Regions from separate parts of the Mus musculus genome. Here regions 1, 2, 3, 5 and 6 are each linked to region 4. A link is a contact called in public ChIA-PET, Micro-C and promoter capture Hi-C data. All regions are on one chromosome and are shown on one strand. Each heading gives the region's core, a stretch centred on a gene start, on an enhancer-like site or on the middle of the called end of the contact. The rest is flanking DNA. Distances are from core to core; before and after follow the strand shown.

The links. Promoter capture Hi-C pulls out the DNA fragments that hold promoters and counts their contacts. Hi-C and Micro-C count contacts between places; a contact is called where the count stands out from the background. ChIA-PET counts read pairs in DNA pulled down with a chosen protein or histone mark. Capture Hi-C pulls out chosen DNA fragments and counts their contacts.
Region 1: a promoter capture Hi-C map of liver shows a contact between it and region 4. The contact joins the promoter of Trim63 here to the promoter of Dhdds in region 4. A contact is called at or near these places in 2 of 39 promoter capture datasets (the 3T3-L1 cell line and pre-B cells), 2 of 115 datasets of contacts at active chromatin or transcription factors (bone marrow-derived macrophages and microglia) and 3 of 9 other capture datasets (adipose tissue, liver and pancreatic islet).
Region 2: a contact with region 4 is called in a promoter capture Hi-C map of neural stem cells. The contact joins the promoter of Extl1 here to the promoter of Dhdds in region 4. A contact is called at or near these places in 9 of 39 promoter capture datasets (the 3T3-L1 cell line, the HPC-7 cell line, embryonic stem cells and 5 more), 1 of 484 Hi-C or Micro-C datasets (the N1E-115 cell line), 4 of 115 datasets of contacts at active chromatin or transcription factors (bone marrow-derived macrophages, embryonic midbrain and forebrain) and 3 of 9 other capture datasets (adipose tissue, liver and pancreatic islet).
Region 3: a promoter capture Hi-C map of hippocampal neurons shows a contact between it and region 4, with 2.9 times the contacts expected there. The contact joins the promoter of Zdhhc18 here to the promoter of Dhdds in region 4. A contact is called at or near these places in 4 of 39 promoter capture datasets (the 3T3-L1 cell line, cranial neural crest, hippocampal neurons and 1 more), 2 of 115 datasets of contacts at active chromatin or transcription factors (embryonic stem cells and microglia) and 2 of 9 other capture datasets (adipose tissue and liver).
Region 5: an RNA polymerase II ChIA-PET map of memory CD8 T cells shows a contact between it and region 4, with 12 read pairs. The contact joins the promoter of Paqr7 here to the promoter of Dhdds in region 4. A contact is called at or near these places in 2 of 39 promoter capture datasets (the 3T3-L1 cell line and the SN4741 cell line), 2 of 115 datasets of contacts at active chromatin or transcription factors (extraembryonic endoderm stem cells and memory CD8 T cells) and 1 of 9 other capture datasets (liver).
Region 6: a Micro-C map of embryonic stem cells shows a contact between it and region 4, with 2.1 times the contacts expected there. The contact joins the enhancer-like site here to the promoter of Dhdds in region 4. A contact is called at or near these places in 1 of 39 promoter capture datasets (cranial neural crest), 2 of 484 Hi-C or Micro-C datasets (both in embryonic stem cells) and 4 of 115 datasets of contacts at active chromatin or transcription factors (embryonic stem cells, microglia and pancreatic cancer cells).

Annotation. Positions count from the first base shown.
Region 1 is chr4:134,313,671-134,316,370 of GRCm38.p6, reverse strand. Trim63 (tripartite motif-containing 63) reads right to left here and starts at 1,251. Exons shown (of 9, transcript NM_001039048.2): 1 at 989-1,251. The coding sequence starts at 1,147.
Region 2 is chr4:134,371,152-134,373,901 of GRCm38.p6, reverse strand. Extl1 (exostosin-like glycosyltransferase 1) reads left to right here and starts at 1,355. Exons shown (of 11, transcript NM_019578.2): 1 at 1,355-2,750. The coding sequence starts at 2,184.
Region 3 is chr4:133,632,018-133,634,717 of GRCm38.p6, reverse strand. It overlaps Zdhhc18 (zinc finger, DHHC domain containing 18), which reads left to right and starts at 1,289. Exons shown (of 8, transcript NM_001017968.2): 1 at 1,289-1,639. The coding sequence starts at 1,329.
Region 4 is chr4:133,999,505-134,002,429 of GRCm38.p6, reverse strand. It overlaps Dhdds (dehydrodolichyl diphosphate synthase), which reads left to right and starts at 1,548. Exons shown (of 9, transcript NM_001362959.1): 1 at 1,548-1,705; 2 at 2,037-2,161. The coding sequence starts at 2,099.
Region 5 is chr4:134,495,334-134,498,267 of GRCm38.p6, reverse strand. Paqr7 (progestin and adipoQ receptor family member VII) reads right to left here and starts at 1,507. Exons shown (of 2, transcript NM_027995.3): 1 at 1,232-1,507.
Region 6 is chr4:133,659,226-133,661,925 of GRCm38.p6, reverse strand. Pigv (phosphatidylinositol glycan anchor biosynthesis, class V) reads left to right here. Exons shown (of 4, transcript NM_178698.5): 4 at 1-501. Among named protein-coding and RNA genes, the nearest start is that of Pigv, 12 kb to the left of the region's middle. Within about 2 kb of position 1,270, at least 348 of the 459 cell types and tissues checked have an H3K27ac peak or open chromatin away from gene starts, as enhancers often do. A contact at or near this core is called in embryonic stem cells, microglia and pancreatic cancer cells, where this site is marked.

The DNA of each region.
Region 1 (2,700 bases), core at 2-2,501, 310 kb before region 4:
CAAAGATGAGGCCGGCATTCCTACCCTCTCCAGTCTCAGTTCTCCTTGTCCCAGTTGCTCCAGATACATTGGCCAAACCAAAGGGCACCCACCGGTTCCTGGCCTTGACCTAGAACTAGCCCACCCATGTGGTGAAGTATCTTGGTTGAAGCACTCAAACAGGCAAGAGGATCAGTACCAGCTAACATGAGTTCAAGTCATGTGATTTAAGACAAGCAACTGTAATCTTTCTATGCCTCAGTTTACCACTGATACCACAGGTCTTAGAATTAGAGCCAGCTCCTAGGATATTATTTTAAATTTTGTTTTGTTTTGTTTTTGAGGTAGGGTCTTGCTATCTCAAGCTAATTAGGTAGCACAGACTACACTCTTAGCAATCCTCCTGCCTCAGGTTTCAGGTTTGCTGGGATTATTGGCATATGCAACTAGTCCTGAGTTTGGAAGCGCATTTCCTGTCGTGGCTCCGGACCCTCTTCCCAGTGCAACGCCTCAACTCTTCCCTTTCCCTTCTCAGGAAGATGGAGTCCCTTCTGCCCCCATGTTGGAGCACGCAGCCTCTGAGATGCTGCTGTGACCATGTTCTTCTCGCCACCCTCCTCCCAAAGTCTGGGCCCCCTGCCACCCTGGAGCTGGCTCTTGCCCTAGGCAGGGCCTGGTTTTTCTCTTCTCTCTACTCAGCTCCCGTCTTATCACTTGAGGTATTTGACTCTTGACTGGGGAACCAAGAGCGAGCAGTCCAGGCAGAGCGCGGAGCCGTGGGCAGGGTGGGGACTAGATGGGTAGAGAAGGACCCAGCCGCTCCTTTACCCCTTAGCCCCAGCCCTACCCCCAGCCCTAGCCCTTCCCGGGGGTCTCTGTAGCTTCTCAATGGAGCAAGTGGTTGAAGTGTCCTAGGCTGAGAGGGAGGGGCGTCTGAGAAGCTGTCGGGGGTCTGGGGGCAGGGGTAGGGGGTGGGGATTCCAGGTCCGGGGCCCTGCCTAGCACTGACCTGGAAGATGTCGTTGGCACACTTCCGGCAGAGGTTGTGTTGGCAGGGCAGGATGACCACAGGCTTGGTAAACATCTCCAGGCAGATGGGGCAGATCAGCTGCTTCTCCAGGTTCTCCATAGCGTTTCCATCAGGAATCAGGCTAGATTTATAATCCATATTGCTTTGAAATGCGACTGTCTCGCCCACCTGCGTCACACCAAGTCTTTGTCTCCAAACCCACTCGGATCCTCTTTGTCTTCGTCCCCTGACCCCCGACTTCTGTCTTGGTCTGAGGCCCCTCTGATATTTATAGCTGCACCTCTGTCACATGAGCCCCAGGAGGGGACCAGCTGAGCATTCCGCAGCCAGGCTGCTGGCAGGGCTTGAGTTTCCTCCAGGCCTCAAAGATTTGGCCCTCTCAGATCACATGCAGGGATGAGCAATCGCTGTTGCCCTGCCGTGGGGGTCGTAAACAAGAACAGACTGTTCAGAGCCAGGTTCAGGGGAGAGCCAGATACCCTAGTTTCCTGCAGAAGTTGGTCTCCGCCCCACCCCCACTCCCCGCCCCTGCCCCATCCCCGCCCCTCCAGTCAATTGGGAGTAAGGGAATGGAACCTGGGTTTGGGGGTGGGGGTGGGGGTGCGGGGTTGGGGCTGGCATTTAAGACCAGCACTCCTGTATCAAACTAAATCTGTTCCCCTCCTGGATTCTGAACAGCTCTAAGGCCTTGGGATAGCCCTTTCTGTGAGCCCTTTCTCCTGCCTCAGACTCCAGTCAAGCATTTCAGTAGAGTCTTTTGAGACTCCATGTTGGGCAGCCCACCCTGACAGCCCTCAGCCAGTCATTGAACTTAGGCTGGCAAGGCTTTCTTGAGGGCCAGCAGGATGGCTCAGTGGTAAAGGGGCTTGCTGCCAAGGCTGACAACTTGTCTTGGCAAGTTCATCTGTCTTCCCTGCACTGACATGCTCACAGCCCCGAAAGGAGACAAACATGAACACCCTTGTGCTGCCTCAGACCCTGCCCAGACAACCGGAAGTCTGCCAGAGGCTCCACTGGACTCTCTGCATACACGTTCATTCTTGGGCCCCAGGAAGAGCCTACCAGGTGCTGGAATATACAGCTCTCTTGACACAGGAGTGATCAGAGCTCTAAGAGCCAATGATCTGCAAGTCTATATTCCCAGCTCCTCCTCGGGAGGCTGAGGCAAGAGGATACAAAGTCTAAGGAGAGATGGCTCAGTGGTTAAAAGCACTGACTATTCCAGAGGCCCTGAGTTCAATTCCCAGCAACCACATGGTGGCTCACAACCATCTGTAATGGAATCTGATGCCCTCTTCTGGTGTGTCTGCAGAGAGCAATAGTGTACTCAGATAAAATAAGACCATGCTGAGCTACATAGTGATATCATGTAGTCTCAGAATAAAAGGTAAAGCAAGGCATGCTGGGTACATGCCAATAACCCCAGTATTTAGAAGGCAGAGGCAGGAGTTCATAGCTGGCCTGGGCTACATGAGACCCTATCACAAAATAACAAAATACTGACACTATACATTACCCCTCACCACAAACCACATCACCCCAAAATAACAGGTATTAAAATAAGTTTTGTTTTGTTTTTTTCTGTTTGTCTTTTAGATTTTTTTTTTCCTAAAGATTTATTTATTACATGTAAGTACACTGTAGCTATCCTCAGATACTCCAGAAGAGGGAGTCAGATCTCATTACGGATG
Region 2 (2,750 bases), core at 106-2,605, 370 kb before region 4:
GTATAGATAGATGGCTTAGGACCTGGCTAAGCCATGGGAATACAGGCAAAGTTACTCAAGTTCCCTGAGCCTCAACTTTCTCTTCTGTAAAATGGGAATGATAGTAATATCTCCTTTATAGTCATTTCCAGCGTGCTCAGGACATAGTCACCTACACTATTACTCTTATTCAGCATGGCACTTCCAGTGCCTCCCTGGGAACCTGGTCCAAGTTAGGATGCGAAGGATCTCTTAGATGATTGAACATGGATGTGGCCAGAGCAAGCTTGAGCCCCTGAAGGAGGGTCCTGGCTCTGACTCAGGAGTCTCAGCCGCTTCCTAGAGGAAGGGAACCTTCTGCCAATTCCAAGCCTGGTGGGATGGCAACAGCGCATGCCCACACCTGTCTCCTGCGTGAGAAAGCCTGCGGTTTGCCTGAGCAGCTGTCTATCACGGAGCGACCTACCTCTTACTGCAAGAGGCCAGATTCTTCTTGATCCCATTTTGAGGATGTTCCTGGGCACCTCACTGTGCCCTGCCCTCAGGCTGCTCACCAAGGAGGAGAGGCCAGCGGAAGGATACTTCCTTGTTGAAGGACACCCCACCAAGTGCTCTTGTAGGACCTACAATAGCAACCCTCCAAGGGAATGATGTTAATCCATTTTAAAGATGCAGGTAGACACTGCCCAGCTCCATTCAGTGGCCGAGGGGACAAGAAGAGGCCCCATCAGGCCAGGCTCTGAGTTCAAATCTTCACCTGGACACATCAAAGCTGGGTCACCTTAAGAAAGGCAATCCCTGCTCTGCGCTTCATTTTTCTCAATAGTAAAAAAGACAAAAGAGCTGGTGATGTAATTCAGTGATAGAATACTTGTCTAGTGTGCACAAAGCCTTGGGTTCTACTCCCAGTACCACAACATCAATTCTAAAAATAGACAATGATAATCGTAATAAAAGGGGGGGGGAAAGGCAGATAAACATCTACTTTGGATCACTGGTAAAGACCTTGGAGAGAAGCAAACTGTCAATCCACAGCCACCAGTGAGGTATGGTGCCCTCCTGACCATTATTAATCTTCCAGAGCCAGGCGTGATGGCAGGTAGCTGGCATTCGAGCACTCCGAGGTGAAGACAGATTGATCAGGGACTCAAAGTCCTTGGTTGCAAGGTGGGTTTGAAACCAACCGGGGCTACAGGAACATCCCCACCCCCCTCGTCTCAAAAAAAAAAAAAAAGGAAAAAGAAACGAAACGGTACCCCAGCGAAAGAGGTTGCAAGGGGTTAAGTGGAAACCCTGCCTCCTAGCCAGGAGCCAATCAGAGCTGGCGGGGGTGTGGCCAGGCTGCTGCTGCTGCGAAAGAGAGCTGGACCGACTTGATACCTTCTGGAGTGGGACCTGGAGCTGCCGGCTGGACCTGTGGGGCAGGAACAGGAATTTGGAGCGTAGGTCTTGCCCTCTGCCCTGTGACAGCTCCTAGCCGGAGGGTGCAGAGCAGCTGCCTGGGTTAGGGGCCATAGCCGAGGGGAAGAAGACCACACTCCGAACCTTCTCATTCCCCAGGCGGCGGGCATGGGATGCACTCCGGCTCCAACTTCAGCTGGCTCTGGTGGCCCACATGGACACAAGGTCTATTTATAGTTCTGCCACAGAAGGCCAGCCACCAAACACAGGGGTAGCCAGGGTTTTTTTCAAGAGCTTTTGGGGCAGAGGGAAGAGTGGGAGAGGACAGTCCTGCCTCCTTCTACATCATCCTTGGCCACCCCCTCCCGATACCCACTCCCCATGAACCCAGACAGTTCTCCATAGATAGCCTGCCCTTGGGTCAAGGGTAAGATCAGGGGTGCAGTCCTGAGCGCAAATGGACACGATCTTGTGGTCTGGACAAGGGTTGCATCAGCCCGAGCAGTGGCCCAGGGCAGAGGTCCCGATGAGAGGGCAAAGGGTGGCAAGGTTGTGTGAAGGTAGAGAAAGCAGTCGGAGAGTGGGAATGCAAATTTAGAAAGCCAGAGCCTCCTTGGACTTCCCACGAGGGGTCAATCCCACAGGTGGCCAATGGTTAGTCGAACTTAGCTAGGGGACCTGCCTTCAATGGTGAGAGCGCTGGACCAGAAGGCTGATTTCCAGCTCCCTCCTGCCTGGGGTCGCCTCCTCCACTTGCTACAGAAATTCCTCACTTCCTTCTAGTCCTAGCTGTTGGTGGCCACATGCTGTGGAGAAGAAAGTCCTTCTGGCTGGCGTTGTCAGCCTTCTGGCTCCTCCTCGTCCTCCTAGGAGTCTTCCCCCTTCGCCTGGCAGTGTTGCCCGGTCCTCTTCCAGGGCGCTCCCAAGGCTGGCCCCGCTGGCTGGATGCTGCCTTCTTACAGAGTTTCTCCCAGTCTGAGACGAACCCAGAAGATGTCGCACAGCTCCCTCGGGTCTCTCGGGGAAGCAGCTGCACCTGGGGAGCCTGCTTTGACACCTCCAAGTGTAGGGGAAAGGTCCTCAAGATCTTTGTGCACTCCCCGGCTGGTCCGACCTCTGAGGCTCAGCGCAGGATCCTGGATTCCTTGGAAGGCTCCCGCTACTCTGCACTCAGCCCAGCAGACGCTTGCCTTCTCCTTTTTCTCCCCAGCCAGGATCGTAGAGGAGCCTGCGGGCCCCTGCCTCCGAACTGGAACGGAGGCCGGAACCATCTGGTGTTGAGTCTCTACCCAGCCCCTTGCACCAGGCTGGGACAGGCGATGGTAGCTGAGGCCAGCCCCTCCTCGGACATCTTCCGACCGGGCTTCGAT
Region 3 (2,700 bases), core at 40-2,539, 370 kb after region 4:
TTTAGGTATCTTACAGTGAACTTCGGCTCTGAAGGATCTGAGACCTTCTTCAGGCCTCCATGCATACGTAGGCCTGCCCTCTCGGTCTCCCCACGTGCACGTTCAGTCACACAAACACAAATGATCTGTCTTAGGGCAGGTGGAGCAGCTCAGTGCTAGAGACAGGGGTTGCCCAGCTGGTGAGGTCCTGGGTGGGATACTCAAGTATCCCAAAAGCAAAACAATCCCTGTTCTTTTGTTTTGTTTTTCGAGACAGGGTTTCTCTGTGTAGCCCTGGCTGTTCTGGAACTCACTCTGTAGACCTGGCTGGCCTCGAACTTAGAAATTCGCCTGCCTCTGCCTCCCAAGTGCTGGGAGTAAAGGCGTGGGCCACCATAGCCAGCTAGCAATCCCTGTTTTCACAAATGGATGCTAAACTCTCCTTGTCAGGTTCAGGAAGTGCACAAGTCCTTCAGAGAAACCTCGCTGGTGAGCCACTGCAATGAGCTCTAGTAACTTTGGGTGGAGTTTCAGCAAAACTCCCAGGCCTCCAGTCACATCACGAGAAATAAGTTCCACCATCAACTTGAATGGTTTGCAAGGAGGCTGGACCCCATTTGCTCCAGATAAGACTGCCTGATTTAGCCCTATGAGCTTTGGGGGTGATGCATGTAAAAGAATTTGCTAAAATATTTCTGGACTTCCGACCTGAGTCCTAGAAAATATAGTGTGCGCGTGTGTGTGTGTGTTTTCAGCTGAAACAGGGACTCACTTGTAGCCCAGCTCGTTGCAAATTCACCTTGGACCTTGGCCTGAAGGTCCTTGAACCCTACTTGTCTCAGTCACCAGGAGTTAGCCCACCCCAGTTCCTGGTTGGTTAGGTCTGTTGTGAAAACACCCACCTGAAAAAAGTTTGGGGCCCTTAGGCATGATCTCCATTTGGGGATTATCTAGAACCCAGGGTTGAACCTAGGACAGCAGGGAGGGAAAGACTAAAGGATATTTCACTCACACCCCTTTAGACACTCGGAACTTTCAAAGCACCCTTACCAGCTTGCCCTCAGAGGTGGGCGAGCCTGGAGTGCCTGAGCTGTCCCCTGAATCTCTGACTCCTAAGGCAGGGTCTGAGAGCACCGGCAGCTGAGGGAGCCCTGGAGGCCGCATCTGCAGAGCCCGGGCTGGGCGCAGGAGGCGCTGCGGAGCGAGCCGGGGGCGGGGCGGCAGCGGAGAGGCCAACCCGAGCGAGCCTGCCTGCCCGCCCGCCAGCGCCGCGCGCGCCGCCGCCACCTCCGCTGCTCGGCCCGGTCCCGGAGCGGCCGGGCGCGGAGCCGAGGCCCGCGGCCGGCCGCATGAAGGACTGCGAGTACCAGCAGATAAGCCCCGGGGCCGCCCCGCCGCCCGCCTCCCCCGGGGCGCGTCGCCCCGGCCCCGCCGCGCCCCCTGCTCCAAGCCCCGGGCCCGCGCCTGGCGCGCCGCGCTGGAGCGGCAGCGGCAGCGGCAGCGGGAGCCTGGGCCGCCGGCCCCGGCGTAAGTGGGAGGTGTTCCCGGGCCGCAACCGCTTCTACTGCGGAGGCCGGCTCATGCTGGCCGGCCACGGCGGCGTCTTCGCGCTCACGCTGCTGCTCATCCTCAGCACCACCATCCTCTTCTTCGTCTTCGAGTGAGTTCGCCCACCCCCACCCCGGCACTGCGTCCCCGGCCGCCGCTCCTTCCCCGCCCGCATCCGTGAGCCCTCGGGCCTCCGCCCGCCGCCCCGGAACCCCGGAACCCCTTCTCGCCACCCGGACCTTGGGTGCCCCGCCCGGGTCACCAGCTTTTGCCGGGTCCCTCAGGTCCACCTGCGGTCACTCACTGGCTGGTTCTTGCCTATCCCAGGCTCTTTCTGACCCTTCTAGGCGTCTTTCATTCCTGTCCTCAGACAAGTAAGTTTTTGTGTCCTTTGGCTGTGGACACCCTACCATGAATTTTTCTAGGCGTCCTCTCAAGTCCCTCCAAGGTTCTACAGGGTCCTGGCTCCCACACCCGCTTTCCCTCAGTCATGGTCACCCTAGGCCCGGAGGCAGTCCTCCCTAAAGCATCTCTGGGCCTCTCAGACAGGCCCTTCTCTCTCCAGCACTTTCCTTAGTTTCTCCAAAGCTTCTTCCCGACGCTCTCTTAGCTCCCTAGTCCTCTAGGTGTCTCCCACCCTGCCCTGTCTCTTTCCCCTCCGGACACTCTGCATCCCTCGGTGGCGGTCCACCACCGGGACAGCGGGCGGCATCAAGATCCTTTTCAGGAAAGAGACCTGAGTGCTTTCACACGGCCTGTCTTATTTGCCCCTATGGGCTTCTGACCTTTTCCCAGTGACCTAGGGTTGGCCTACACTGTAGCTCCGTTTTAGGACTGAAGGATGGAGGAGTGGCTGCTTATAGTTTTCTCGGGCCACTCATGCATCCAAAGTTTCCACCCACCCTCAGCCTCTAGCTGGAGTCACTTGCCCTGTGACTCCTTGAGGGCACATACACCCCCACTTGAACGCACCCGGGGTGAGTCCCACCTTTCCCTCCTACTTCTTCCTATTGGTTTCTTTTATTATTCATTATGGTTAAGAACTCCATCTCTGGCTCCAGTCCCAGCTCCACCTCCCACTAATTGTGTGGCCTGCAGGCAGTCATTTTACGTTTCCAAACCTCAGTGCCCTCACCTGTAGAATGGGGACTTTAATAGTACCCACCCCCGACA
Region 4 (2,925 bases), core at 299-2,798:
TGATTTGAAAGAAATACTAGTTGCATCAGATACTGAAAGTTCAGTTTTTTGGCTTGTGTGTGTGTGTGTGTGTGTGTGTGTGTGTGTGTGTGTGTGTGTGTGTGTGTGTGTGAAAGCAGAACAACTTCTTCCCTGTATCATTAAATACATCAAGAGGCAAGACAATGGATGATGATGATAATACTTTTGAGGAGGCAAGTTTCCCGAAGCCCAGTCCAGGCCCAAGTTTGTTCTGTTAGGTATCTAAAAGTCCTTCAGACTAGCTATACAGCTAATGCTTTTGAGTTCTTGCTTGACCCCCAAAGCTCTCCACAAGTGGCTTATGGTGTTTTGTTGTATGTTTAAGATTGTTTCTATTTTTGTTTAGTTTTGAGGTTGAGTTTTCCTGTGTAGGCCACGCTAGCCTCAAACGCCCTAGGTGACCTAAACTGCTGATTGCCCTGCATTCGCTGCCACCATGCTTTTTTATACTGGGCTGGAAACTGAACCCAGGGCTTCTAGCCTGCTAGGCAAGAACTCTACCACTAGGGCTCTATTCCCAAATGCTACGGATTGTGGTTTTGGAAGTCCTAAGAGTAAAGCTCTTTCTGACTTGTCCTCCTAAGTTCATTAACGTGGGTCTTCGGAATCTGCAAATTATAAAGTTGCTTTGCATCGCTCCCCAAAAGTGACCAGCGCAAGAAACCCTTCTGATGCGTTAGCAGCATTAAAAGGCGACAAGTAAAAAAACACGTCAGAATTTTTTGAGGAGACAGTATCCCCTAGATCAGGGTGACTAAATTTACTACGTAGCAGAAAAGACATTAACTAATTCAAATGGCCTCAGCCTTGAGTGCTGAGTTCAGTGACGACGTGCCATCAGTTTCGGCTAAAAGAACACTTTTAAGACAATTTTGTTTTTTTAAAGATTAATTTTATGTATGTGAGTACACTGTCGCTGTCTTAAGACACATCGGAAGAGGGCATCAGATCCCATTACAGATGGTTGTGAGCCACCATGTAGTTGCTGGGAATTGAACTCAGGACCTCTGGAAGAGCAGTCGGTACTCTTAAACTCTGAGCCACCTCTCCAGCCCAAGACAAATTTTTAAATAAACGCAGTTCACTTCCATGGTTTACGTCCATATCCCCAGCAGTTGGGGAGACTGAGGTAGGAGGACTGTCAAAATACGACATTACCGTGTCTCCCATAATATAAGCACTGCGATCATCCATAGAGAAACTCAATTTTGAGGTGGAGCAACCGCATCCTCTCTCCCTAACAAACTGCCACAACACCTGAGACCACGCAAATGCGTGGGCCGAACACATCTCGATCCCTCAGGCTCAACTCGCCTAACGTGCAGGGCTTGCAATAGGAGACCCAAGAGGTAGGAGTATCGGCTCACGTGACCTCGGCCTCCCAGGCGCTGTTTCCACGCCCCGCGAGAGCGGCCACCAATAGCCAACTCGCAAGAACTCGCACCGCTCCGCCCCCGAGTACGCAGGGGCGGCCCCGCCCACCACGGACGGAGGAGGCGGAGCCAATCACGTAGAGGTGACGTGTTCTTTCAGCGCCAAGTCGTAAGTCGCCCGGGAGTGGTGGAAAAGCGCCTTCTCCTGCGTCCTAGGTGGGGAGTAAACACAGAGACCCAGAGGAGGGGAAGCTGGATGTGGAGTTAGCTGCGGGAAACACTAAAGTCCAGCCGGGAGAGTGACCATTGAGGTAACAGATGCGGCATCCAAGGAGGGTAGTGATTGGTTAGCTTAGAGTGAGCAATGGTTTGCGGGGCAATAGAGAAGGAAGTTGTGGGGATTGACCAAGCAAGATGTAGGTACCATGATGTGGCAGGATATTTGGAAGAAATCAGTGCACGTAAGGATAAGAAAGTGGGAACTACCTTGCTCCAAAGGTCTCCCGTTGGCTTGTAGAGGCCTGAGCGGATTAGAACAGTCTCTGGATTCAGACGCGTGTTGCCTGCCACAGTCCAGCAGAGTCTCTTTAGTCAGTTTTATTGCAAGCAAGGATGACTTCTCTCTCTTTTCATTTATTCAAGGTTATCTGGCTGTTTTTTGTTGTTGTTGTTGTTCTTGTGTGATTTCTGACATAGCAAGAACTATGTCATGGATCAAAGAAGGAGAGCTGTCACTGTGGGAACGGTTCTGTGCTAACATCATAAAGGTGAGCAGTACCCCGGGGGAAAAGTTGACCTTTTGGATAGTTGAGTAGTTCATTATTAAATTGTAGCAATCCCAATGAAGTAGAATTTAGTAAAGAGAGAATCTTGAAATTATAATGTAGTTTGAAGGGCTGCATTTCTAGTATTTATTGTACTGTGTGACTTTTTTTTTTTTTTAAGGCCAATCAGGGTCTCTTAATATCATTAGATCACATAGACTGTTAGATTTTCCTTCTGGAAAACTGAATTGTGCCGTTGAGAGTGTCAAAAGAGCTCACTGGTCAGGTGCTTTCTTGGTATTCACAAGACTCTGAGTTTGAAAAAGGAAGAGAGACTGTGACTCTGAATGGGAGGGAACAGAAATTTGTCTCACTAGAGTTGTAGTTCTCAACCTGTGGGTCCCAACCCCTTCAGAGGTTGAACAACCCTTTCACAGGGTCGGATATCAGGTATCTGACATTACGATTTCCGATAGTACCAGAATGGCAGTTATAAAGTAGCAGTGCAAATACTCTCATGGTTGAAGTCAGCACCTGAGGCGCTATATCCCAGGCTCACAGCATAAGGACAGCTGAGAACCACTGCCCCAGCGTTTCCATCGGTTTCTCCTTGCAGTGTCTTCTGAGTTAATGGTTCTTTGATGGTTAAAACTTTAACCATCTGCTCTAGAGACAGACATCCGTGAGGAAAACTGTTATTTACCAACCATGTGGCTTAACAAACTTGTCTTTTTTGAGGATTAAAAAAAAGAAATACACAAAGAACG
Region 5 (2,934 bases), core at 258-2,757, 500 kb before region 4:
CCAGGCAACTTCTGGGCACCCAGTGTGGGTAAACGTAGACGGGACAAGCTCTGGCAGGCTTTCGGGTCTCTCAGCAACCAGGTCGCCTCCCCCTTTGCAAACCAATTCTCCAATTCAGCTCAACCAATTTAAAGAAAAGGCTACCTCCGCGTCTTCCAGGACTGAACAAGAAACTATTGGTGTTTCACACTGCATTGTGGGTCTCCATTTGTACTCAGTAACGTGATCAGAATGGAAATGTTAAGGACATTTTCCCCCAAAGTTCAGACACTCCCACGGTTCCAAGGAGTACCCTGAAAGGGAAGATCTTCATCATGGTGTCCCCGGGTACCCAACAAGAACAGTCAGCTTGGGGAATCCACCAAGCCTCCTCTCAGTGCATAGCCTGAGGCAGCCTAAGGGGCTTCAGGGGCTGCTAGGAGGAAATCCCCCAGGTTAAGGCTGAGGGTGGTGGTGGGGCCTTGTCTCTTTTCCTATCTAGGGCAATCTGGCTTTCCTGACGCTAGGGAAGGGATCCAATATTCTGGCCTGGTAGCCCTCCCACCTCTCTAAAGCTTTCCTTGGGGGTTCCCCCACAAGGATCTGCAAAACATACCACACACACACACACACACACACACACACACACACACACACACACACACACACACACTTCCACCCCTGCTCCTTCTTGTCCCATTATAACCTCGCTCCTAGAATGCAGCACATAGCCTGTGAGGTTGGTTGTTCCTGCCCAGGGTGTGATCCTGCTGCACAGGCTGTCTCCCATGCCTAACTTCTGCAGACGACACTGAATTATTCTCCCCATTCCACAAGCCACAAGCTCATAGGCTTTACTCCAGCCCTGGTCCTCCTTCTCCATGGCATGCTACCTCTGGTCCTCCCATAATCCTTCTGCTCTCCCCACTCCCTTACAGTGACCCCCCCACTGCTCCTCCGGGGGTGGGGTGACCTCAAACGTTTCTTCTTCCGGTCCCCTCCTTGAGGCTAATTCCCTTGGTGACCTCTCCTCACCCCTACCGGGAGGTGCTCCCCTACATAACTGTCCGGCTGTCAGGGTCCTGCTGTCTTCGGCCTCGCCCCATCTTCTGCCACCTGCCCACTTCCGCCACTGGGCACCGCACGCATGCAGCTAGGAGCACACCCCCAACCCGCGTGCCGGGGGAGCACTTCTCTACTCCCAGCCCAGCCCAGCCCGGCCCGGCCCCGGGATCTCCAGGAGCAGTCTCACCTGTGGTCAGAGCAGAGCTAGGAGCTGTCTGCTGCGTCCCCCGCGCTGGAGTCGCAGATAAAGGGGTAGCGGCCACGCCCCAAGCCCGGAGGGCGGCGCTGGGCACCGGGAGCTCAGCCGCCTCCGCCAGTCTGCAGCTTCTCGCCTGGCGTTATGCAAGCTCAGACTGCAGGAGGGGTCACTCCACGACGCATCCCGGGACTTCCTGCGGCCACAGTACAGTCTGAAAATAGAAGGCCCAGAGAACCTAGGCTCAGATAAGAGGCTGCAGACTCCTGCAGAGTTTACCCACTTCCCCAAAGCGCAAGCTTCGCTCTGTGATAGTTGCAAGAGAGTCGGATGAGTGTCCCAAGAGCTCTGAGGCAAGCTTGAGCTCAGCACATACCGCTCATGCCTCACAGGGCTACTGTAGTCCAGATGTCGCTCTCCCTGGGGAGCTGCGTCCCAAACTGGGCTCTCTGGCTTATCAAAGTCTCATCCCGTGATCTCTGACATTTTCCCTGTCCTGATTTGTCTAGATCTCTGTCAGAACAACCACTCCTGGTTGTCACATCTTCCAGGTATGGGACCAGCAGAGAAGGTGAACAGCCCAGTGGGTTTTTATAGGCAGGGTATGCCTCCAATAAATACTTTCTTACAGTGCCTCATGTGCCTGCCCCTTCTGTGGTGTTCATACCTAACAAAAATGGAGTACCAGACCGGGTCTTGAGTAAAGAGGCCTGATTGGTAGAGGCTAGGGCCCTGTCCTTTACTGAGCTTTTGAGTCTAGAGCCCTGACACATTAACAGGATTGAAGCCTGTTGCTACCCCAGCTCACCCTGCGACCTTGGACAAACCTTGCTCTTTTGGGCCTCAGTGTTATAGAGATGGCAGTACCACTTGACAAGGTGTTTAGGTCAAACGGTGGACATGAAGGTCTTTGGAAACTGCAAAATTTCCCTCTGTACTGTGATGAGCATATTATCTTAAGAGAATTGTATGTGAGAGACTGGCCTCTCATTCAACAAATTCAGACAAACGCCCACATTTCCTGAATCCATGGGGCAAGCCGACAGGCCTGCCATCCCGTGCCTACTACTCTGGAGACTGAGGCAGGAGGATTATTTGAAGCCAGGAGTTCAAGGGCAGCCTGGGCAACATATGGTGACTGTGTCCTGATAGGATGAATAAAAATGAGAGACTTTGCAGACAGTGGTGGCAGCGGTGGCACACGCCTTTGATCCCAGCACTCAGGAGCCAGAGGCAGAGGCAAGGGATCTCTGGGTTCTGGGCCAGCCTACTCTATGGAGCTAGTTCCAGGAAAGCCAGCGCTAAACAAAGACATCCCATCTTAAACAAAACAAAACAAAACAAAACAAAACAAACAGTAAGGACTTAGAAGAAGCCTCGGACTCAGCTTCTATTTTTGGCAGGAAGGTCAAGCTCTCACTGCTTTGATTCTTTGTTTCCGGTTGGTTTGGCTTTTGTCAGAGGTGGTATGTTTTTTGTTCATTTGTATGTTTTTAAAGGCAGAGTCTCACCCAGCTCCTGCTTGGAGCTCACAAGTGAAGCAGAGGCTGAGGTCTCCGGCATACACCACCACATCCTGTCCCCTCTTGGTTTGTTTTCAAATCCACGGTTTATATGTAATGTTCTTGGCCTGTGGCAAGCGGTGAGCCAAGCAGTTGCCATGACGACCTCTCTTGATCTAAACCATCCCCTGA
Region 6 (2,700 bases), core at 21-2,520, 340 kb after region 4:
TTTTTTTTTTTTTTAAAGATGTATTATATTATATATGAGTACACTAGCTGTCTTCAGACACACCAGAAGAGGGCATCAGATCCCATTGCAGATGGTTGTGAGCCACCATGTGGCTGCTGGGAATTGAACTCAGGACCTCTGGAAGAGCAGCCAGTGCTCTTAACCACTGAGCCATCTCTCCAGCTCCCTGAAGTTTTCTTTATGATACTGGTGTGTGTGTGTCTGTGTCTATCCTACAGACTGTGAAAATCTAAATACTCCTTTTGCAATGAATTACCTTTTTCTGGAGGAGGGGTAGTCAGGGGAGCTAAGACAAGGTCCCTCTGTGTAACTCTGACTGTCCTAGAACTTGCTTGCTATGTAGATCTGGCTGGTTTTGAACTCAGAGATCCTCCTACCTCTGCCGAACTAGTTTCTATAAATTATAGAGGGTTGAGGCTAGAACTCCGTAGTAAAGCACACGAGGCCCTAATTTCAGTAATAAACACCACTTGGATCAGAGCACAGGGTCTGAATCTTGGCTCCCATTCCTCACTTTCCAGCTGTATGATCTAAAGCCACCTTCAGAGCTTTTGCCTTCTCTGAAATTAAGGAGGAGACTTCTTCCCTGGGGTGTGATTTAGGCCTTAAATCTTGAGGCTACCTTAAACAAAAGATAAATGGAGGCTCACAAGTGGTCTAATGGGAAAGTCCTCCTTTGATCAATTGGAAACAGCCTCCCCCCCACCTCTGGGAACAACTCGGAATAGAAGCTGTCGTGGAGAGTAATGACACCTGGTGGAAAAGGGTAACCCAGGGTGACTGGTTTTCCATTCTCAAAGATCACACTTGCATGAGTCAGAGGCACCTACCCCACAGCCTTGATGGGGGAACCTTGTAGCTAAGTCAGTCCAAGGTTGTCTACTGTAGCATCTGCCCTGCTTCCTGGCTCCCTGTGGTTACTAAGAGTAACCCTGCCCCTGAGGAAGGATGACTCCAGGATGCTGAGGCTTGAGGTGAGCTTGAGGGCAGCTACAGAATAAGACCCTGTATAAATGAAAGACAGTGTCCCTGCTGCGCAGCGTTTGTGCATTCTTGAGCCAGGTAACTTTGGCTCGGTGTCACCATCCTTACTCCCCATTGGGCCAAAAATTCCAATAAGCAGCATTCTTCAAAACAGATGGCAGTCAGCAGTGGCTTCTGGAAAGCTCGGAGTTGGAATTTGGACACACTCCCTCCGACCGTGACAGAAAGCTCAACTTGCCAGCTGAAGGGAAGCTCCTGGCCCAGGCCCAGCACCCTCTGTGGGAGCCTCCAGCCAGCCTGGCCAACGAGCATTCCCACCCAGCACCACAGCACTAGCACAGCCAAGCATTTGGTCCAGAGTCAAATGCTACTGAAAATGTACACACAGATTGGGGCAGCCCTCTGCCTTCTGCCAAGACACCAAGTGCCCTTCTTGGCAAAAGACAACACCTCTCCCCTAGTGTGTCCCTCCAGCTGGCAGACTGCAGCCTCTTCCCCAGCAGCTGCAAATCCTAGGACTCCCCCTCCCCCTCCAAAAAAAAAAAAGTGCGTGGGAGGAGCCGGGATCCTTTGGTCTCCCTCTCTGCTCCACTTTGCCTCCGTTTGGAGGGTAACCAGAAGTGATTGTTCCTCTCCTGGGAGAGGTGACTCACCCCCTACAGAGCAGCTTCAGTCTCCCCTGTTTTGTCCCTAGAGCCATCACTGAAGAAACCCTACACCTGGGCACCCCGGCTAGGTAAGCACACCTGGAGAAGGCCGGGCTTCTGGCCTGGGAGGCTCACGGCTCAGCTTGTAAGGAGCGGGCTGACTTTATGACCAGCAGCTGTCCCTTTACCGGCCTATTAACAGTCTTTAATAGTCTGAAGGAGGACCGTGAAGGGCCCAAGGCCGGAGCTTCCTGTTTCCCCGAGGTCTAAGAATGCCACAGCTGGGTGGGGCGGCCACGGTTTCAGAGAAAAGTCATTTCCTTCCAAGACCCTGCTAAAATACAAACCAGACACTCTGAGGACCCAGAAGTGGATGTCTTTTTGTTCTTTAATGGAGGTGGGAAAAGGGGAAGCTTTGGCGGGTCTCTAGTAGTCCCACTGGGGTGGGGCAGCGGAAGTCTGGGTCTAAAAATGTAAAGTGTGGAGGCTTAAGTTTTTAAAAGGATTCTTTTCACCAGTTGTTTATTAATGCCTGTTTTGGACTAAGGCAGGCCTAGCCACGCCTCCTGTCCTCAAGTGTTGCTGGCCAGTGCACCGGAGCATTCATTAGGGAAGTGGTAAATTCTTTAAAAAGCAACATTTTAGTGTGTGTGTGTGTGTGTGTGTGAGTGTGTGTGAACATGAACATCCTATAGCCCACGTGGAAGTCAGCATTGCCCTCTTGTTGAGTCTTAGTTCTTTATTATGCTGTCCTTAAAACTGGGCATGTCAGGCCTGAGGACAAGTCCCTTCCCCCACTGAGCCCTCTGAGTGCTGGCCCAGAAGTAGCAAATTCTGAGGCATAAAGGACATGTTTTGCTATCTTTCTACTTAAATTTTTTTTATAACGAGGATGAATTAAAGTTTTAATTTGAAGATGGTGTGGTGCACACGTGCAGTCCCTGCCCTTGTGAGATGGAGCAGGAAGATTGTGAAATCTAAGCCTACTGTGGTGCACACCTTCAATCCTAGGACTCGGGAGGCAGAGGTAGGGGGGATCTCTGTGAAT